2 separate regions of the Mus musculus genome follow, and region 2 is linked to region 1. Evidence: chromatin contacts called from public Micro-C data. All regions are on one chromosome and are shown on one strand. The core of a region is the stretch at or near the end of the contact, and the rest is flanking DNA. Distances in the headings are between cores, read along the strand shown. Region 1 has its middle 20 kb from the start of Nos1ap. Region 2 overlaps Atf6 (activating transcription factor 6).

Region 1 (2,978 bases), core at 229-2,728:
ACTAAGGAAAAGGAAGCCCTGGACAGGCTCCTGTGGACAGGCGTGTCTCATCTCCAACCCTGACCCCACTGTTATTACATCTACCTACCTGCTGGGCTGGCCTCCAAACTTGAGCCCACAGTTACATCTACCTGACCTTGGAAAATCTCATAACCCACCTGAGCCTCAGTTTCCTTGTCTACATGAGGGTGGGGGTGGGGGGGGTACCACGATTGCCTCTCCCTCAGAAGTTTCTCATGAGGATCAGCCGAGGTAATGAATTAAAGAGAACTTTGTATGCTCTAAGAAGTGGTTGGACATAAGTCGATCTAAAAGACAGACAGAAGCAGTGGGTATGTATCAGAGAATCAGAATTATTATTCCTCCCATTCTGTGTTTTGGAGAACCCCGAGGTGTTGCCAGAACCCCTTCTAATGGGTGACTGCAGGTGCTGAAGAACTGGGGTTGTAAGAGGCTCAAGAGTGCTCTATATGCGGCTTAAACCCTTGCGTCTGTCTTCACCAGTCTGGTATGGTACTCTAACTGGCTGGCAGAAATCACTTTTTGTCATAAGCTGGGGGCGGTGGTGTGTGGCTGAAGGAGACCTACACATATTGCTTGTAGTTCTCTATTTTGTACAGGAGAACTCCTTCTACCTGGTTTGGTTTCCTACCACTTGTGGCAATCAACAGTAGTAACTGGAAAACCAGTAGGCCACAAATACCTCCCTAGAATACCAGTCTATCCCAGCTACATACTGTGGTTAAATAACCAGGTGAAACAGTCACTCACAGGCAAGTCTAGTCACAGGGCCTAGGAAGAGATATCCTTGGGACTATATTACCAAATTGCCACATCTGGGGTTTGTTTGTTTGATTGGTTTGGGGGGGGGGGCGTGTACGCACACGGGGTAGGAGGCACAATCTAAAAAAGGATCTTGTGGTCCAGTGGTCTTGGACTTGTTATGTAGATGAAGATAACCTTACTCATGATTATCTGTCTCTACCTCCCAGGACTAGGTTACAGTCTTGGGCTACTATGCCAGGTTTAAATTGGATTGGAACCCAGGGACATGCTTGGTAAGCACTCTGTCAACTGAGCCACATCCTGAGCCCTAAAATACATCTCTGAAAGTCTGGGTGACCCTTCTTGCATGCATGAGGTTAACACTCAGTCACTGGGCTCCATCTCCAGGTCCTGGGCGGGCCCTCTTATCTAAGTGCACCACTAATGCAGTCATGATGGGCCTTGGACAGCAAGTGTCTGTTAGGAGCTCACAACGTGATAAGAAATGTGATACATACTTATAAGTAATGCATGATGTCATTGTTTTAAAACATTTATTTTGGTAAAATATACTTAACAAAATTCATCTTAGCAGCCGTTTCCTTCTTTGGAAGATCAGATTCATGTTAATCAAGAGGGAGAAAGGAAGGGGGAAAGGAAATCTACTCTGCTAAAGTTCTCCCAGCATGGCACAAAACTCCCAAGGATCTGGCCTTCAGTTGTGTGTTGGGGCCAGGGGCAGTGAGTGCAAGACCGTGGTTCCAACAAGCAAAGAGGCAGAAGATGCGGTCCTCCCCATCTCAGGCCCCAGACTCAGCCCACTCTCCAGCCCTTGAGCTCTGCAAGTTCAGTGTGCTCCTGGCCCGGGTTCTGCCTCTTCGCCACAAACACCCTCCGTCCTGACAGGGTTAGCAGAAACATGTGTTCTCCACAGACCACAGACAGGCACTTGAAGTGATGCTTGTGTTATGCTTCGATACAGCCAGAAGCCACAGACTAACCCGCTCCAAAATGGTGCTGGCTGCTTGCTTGCCATTGTCAAGTACCCAAGTACCTAGTTTAATATCTAGCATCCCCAAGGTTTATCCAGGTGTTGAGTTCCTCCCTCCCTCCCTCCCTCCCTCCCTCCCTCCCTCTTTCTTTCTTTCTTTCTTTCTTTCTTTCTTTCTTTCTTTCTTTCTTTCTTTCTTTCTTTCTTTCTTTCTTTCTTTCTTTCTTCCTTCCTTCCTTCCTTCCTTCCTTCCTTCCTTCCTTCCTTCCTTCCTTCCTTCCTTCCTTCCTTCCTTCCTTTCTTTCTTTCTTTCTTTCTTTCTTTCTTTCTTTCTTTCTTTCTTTCTTTCTTTCTTTCTTTCTTTCTATGCTTTTTTAGGTTTTGGACACCTAAAAGGACTTCACCATGCAGCACTAGCTGGCTTGGAAACATACCTAAGTTGCTATATAGAGCAGGCTGCTCTTGAACCTGCAATGATCCTCTTATCTCCTGCTCTTGAGCGCCGGAGTGTTAGATCTGCACCCCCACTCCCAGCTAAGAGTTATCTTCATTTTCTTATCTTTTCTCTCATTATTTTGTTTTGTGTTTATGTGTAAGGTTGTTTTGCCTGCATGTACTTCAGTGTACCCCACCCATGCCTGGTCAGAGGTCACAGAGGTCAGAAGAGGAGTCAGATCCCCTGGCACTGGGATTGCAGATGCTTGTGAGCCACCATGTGGGTGCTGGGAACTGAACCTGGCTCCTCTGGAACAGAAACGGTCTCCCCAGCCCCAGGAATTATTTTCTTTTTAGGGTTAATTAATCATGTATATACAACATATTACATTTATCTTCTTATAGATATTTGCTGTTGGAGTCATGTGTGTGTGTGTGCATGTGTGTCTGTCTGTCTGTCTGCTTGTCTCTCCATTGTATATGTCTATAACTATATTTGTGTACAGTATATCTAGTGAGTATCTCTACATGAGCAAATGCAGAAACAATCCCATGGACAAGTTAGACTTTATCATTTTTTCTGTATGATCTCAAAATGAGGAACAACATTTTCCTTTCTCTTTCTCTCTAACGGCTGTAACAGGAGAGGGAAGGCCTTTGTGGAGTGCTCTTCCTTTCTGGCCAGAGATGTATAGTCATAGGACAGAGGTCTGAGTTCAGGAGAGGCGTGAAGCCTGGCTCATGTCCTCCTAAACCTCTATGCTTAAGGTCCTGGAGTTAATTTGGG
Region 2 (2,910 bases), core at 315-2,814, 240 kb before region 1:
CCTGCTTTCTCTGTTTCTGAAGCCTGACACCTCAGCCCATGGAGCAAGGCTGCCCACATTCAGTGTGGGTCTTCCCACTTGAGTCTAACTAGGAAGTGCCTCACAGTTATGCCTAGGAATCTGTTTTCAAGGTGGTTCTAGGTCCCGTCAAGTTAGTAACCAGTATAAACCAGTACAGCAGTGAAAGGGACTTCTGACTTGTGGTCCTGCTGCCCCAGCATCCCAAGTGCTAGGATTGCAGGGTTCTTTTAAAGGTAGTCTTACTGTGTTGCCCAGGCTGGGCTTCAGTGCAGGAATGTGCCACTGTGTCTGGCCTGGGTTGTTTCCTTCCTTCCTTCCTTCCTTCCTTCCTTCCTTCCTTCCTTCCTTCCTTCCTTCCTTCCTTCCTTCCTTCCCTCCCTCCCTCCCTCCCTCCCTCCCTCCCTCCCTCCCTCCCTCCCTCCCTCCCTCCCTCCCTCCCTCCCTCTCTCTCTCTCTCTCTCTCTCTCTCTCTCTCTCTTTCTTTCTTTCTTTCTTTCTTTCTTTCTTTCTTTCTTTCTTTCTTTCTTTCTTTCTTTCTTTCTTTCTTTCAGCAGGATTTCACTGTGTAGCTCTGGCTGGCCTGGAACTTATTATGGAGACTAGGTTGGCCTTGAACTTGTAGAGATCCTTCTGTCTCTGCCTTCTAGGTGTAGAGATTAAAATAATAACCAGCACGCCTAGCCTGGTTATTCTTCTTCTTCTTTATATTTATATAAGGTGCACATATATTTATTTTATTATTATTGTTCTTACTAGTTCTGTTATTGTTGCTGCTGCTCTTCCTCCACTTCCTCTTATCCATGTCCTTATCCTTTTTCCTGCCTTTTACCTCTCTTCCTCCTTTCCTTCTATTCTTCCTCCTCCTGTTACTCAAAAGCTTATCACTCAGAAAGACATTCTCTAATTTTTTATTGTTTTTTGTTTTTGTTTTGTTTGTTTGTTTGTTTTTTCGAGACAGGGTTTCTCTGTAGCCCTGGCTATCTTGGAACTCACTCTATAGACCAGGCTGGCCTTGAACTCAGAAATCTGCCTACCTCTGCCTCCCAAGTGCTGGGACTAAAGGCATGCGCTACCACCGCCTGGCTAATTTTTTATTCTTGTTCTCTTGCTTACACTGCCTTTTTATTTGGAATGATCTTAAATTTGCAAATATATTGTGGAGATTTTTGTCTGAGCCATTTGAGGGTCAGTTGGCCACTGAATTCCAAATTCTATAATGTCTACCTCCTATGAACAAGAATGTTTTTTTTAACAACAATACAGCCACCAAAACCAGGAACTAAACATTGATATATAACAATAATCTCATCTGTAGCCCTGTAGGCATATTTGTTTTAGCTATTTTATTTGGTTTTTATGTACCTCTTTCTCCCTTCCAGCCCTTATTCCTTCCAACCCCCCATCACCAGGTAGTAGAGAAGGAAGGGTGGAGGAGAAAGGAGGCTAGGTCTCTTTAAACTACTTCCTGCTGACTAAAGCAAGTCTAATCTTCCGCTACCGGGAAGTCCAGCTTCTTCTGGTCTCTTTCCTCTCAACCATCAGCAGCAGGAGCAGGACCCAGCAGGGGGTACAGCCGAACAGCCAGGCTTCTTCCTTAGTGTTCCCCTGCCCCTCAGAGTTCCCTCAGCCCCCTCTGGCATTTGGCTTTTTTTTTTTTTTCTCTCGCTCAAGAGTTCCCAGAATTAAGCTATCTGCACTGGGCACAGATCCTGCCCCTGCTGGAGCACGAGGCAGTCAGTCTGCTGCTGTGGATAAGCTGAAGGAGGCCACACCAGGGATTAAAACAGAAACATGTCTCCGTAGCATAACTGAGGTTAAAAGAAACCAAAACTCGCACTACCCAGTCCCGGTTTAGATTGTGCAATTTCCCATGTAGCTCCCCTTAGATTCAGACCAGCAAAAGCATCAGGTTATGTTGCATGTGGTTGTCTTTCTGCTTTAATTTTCTTTATTCTGGAACAATTCTTCCTTCTTGACTTCGTGCTTTAATGACCTTATCATTTGGAGTGCCAGACGTTTCCTCAGGATTGGAGTCAGCTTTAGTGTCTATGGCAGGAATGCCACAGAAGTGGTTTTGTGTCTGTCTTTTGTTTGTTTGTTTTAGCCTCTCTCTCTCTGTCTCTCTGTCTCTCTCTTTCTCTCTCTTGGTTTTTGAGACAGGGTTTCTCTGTATAGCTTTAGCTGTTTGGCTGTCTTGGAACTTGCTCTGTTTACCAGGTTGGCTTGCAGCTCATATAGATCACCCACCTCTGCCTCCTAAGTCCTAGGATTAAAGTAGTAAGGATGTCACCACTACCAGATCTGTTTTTGCCTTTTGAGATAGGATCTCACCTAGTTCGAACTGGTTTAAAGTTGCTATGTAATGGAAAATGGCCTTCAACTCCTGATTCTCCTGCTTTCACCTCCCAAGAACTGAGGTTACAGGTGCAGGCCACCCACACTCCACCTTGTCATTTATTTTTGATGATAAGATTCAGTTTGATGACAGTTTGAGGTGGTCCTGTTACTGGTGATGTTCACCTCAGTCAGCTGACAGCATCTGCTAGGCTCTCAGCCAAGAAGCTGCTCTTTTCTCCCTTTGCTAGTTGCCAGTATTTTGTGAAGAAGGTACTTTTAAACCGTGGAAAAGTACTGCTCTTAAAATAATAAGCTGGGCGTGGTGGCGCACGCCTTTAATCCCAGCACTCGGGAGGCAGAGGCAGGCAGATTTCTGAGTTTGAGGCCAGCCTGGTCTACAAAGTGAGTTCCAGGACAGCCAGGGCTATACAGGGAAACCCTGTCTCGAAAAACCAAAAATAAAAAAATAAAAAAAAAAATGAACATTTACTTTTTTATTTTGTGTGTCTTATGTATGGTTGTTCATGATGGCTCACAGTGAGTGTGTGAAAG

Evidence for each region. Hi-C and Micro-C count contacts between places; a contact is called where the count stands out from the background.
Region 2: a contact with region 1 is called in a Micro-C map of the G1E-ER4 cell line. The contact joins two enhancer-like sites. A contact is called at or near these places in 2 of 39 promoter capture datasets (maxillary cranial neural crest and second pharyngeal arch cranial neural crest), 2 of 15 datasets of contacts at CTCF or cohesin (the NIH/3T3 cell line and large pre-B cells), 30 of 484 Hi-C or Micro-C datasets (the AML12 cell line, CD4 T cells, the G1E-ER4 cell line and 22 more) and 6 of 115 datasets of contacts at active chromatin or transcription factors (the HPC-7 cell line, the NIH/3T3 cell line, a beta-TC-6 cell line and 3 more).

Annotation. Positions count from the first base shown.
Region 1 is chr1:170,608,706-170,611,683 of GRCm38.p6, reverse strand. No RefSeq gene overlaps it. Among named protein-coding and RNA genes, the nearest start is that of Nos1ap, 20 kb to the right of the region's middle. Within about 2 kb of position 1,478, at least 29 of the 459 cell types and tissues checked have an H3K27ac peak or open chromatin away from gene starts, as enhancers often do. A contact at or near this core is called in the G1E-ER4 cell line and hematopoietic stem and progenitor cells, where this site is marked.
Region 2 is chr1:170,844,790-170,847,699 of GRCm38.p6, reverse strand. All of the region lies in intron 4 of Atf6 (activating transcription factor 6), which reads left to right. Among named protein-coding and RNA genes, the nearest start is that of Gm29733, 4.7 kb to the left of the region's middle. Within about 2 kb of position 1,564, at least 100 of the 459 cell types and tissues checked have an H3K27ac peak or open chromatin away from gene starts, as enhancers often do. A contact at or near this core is called in the G1E-ER4 cell line and hematopoietic stem and progenitor cells, where this site is marked.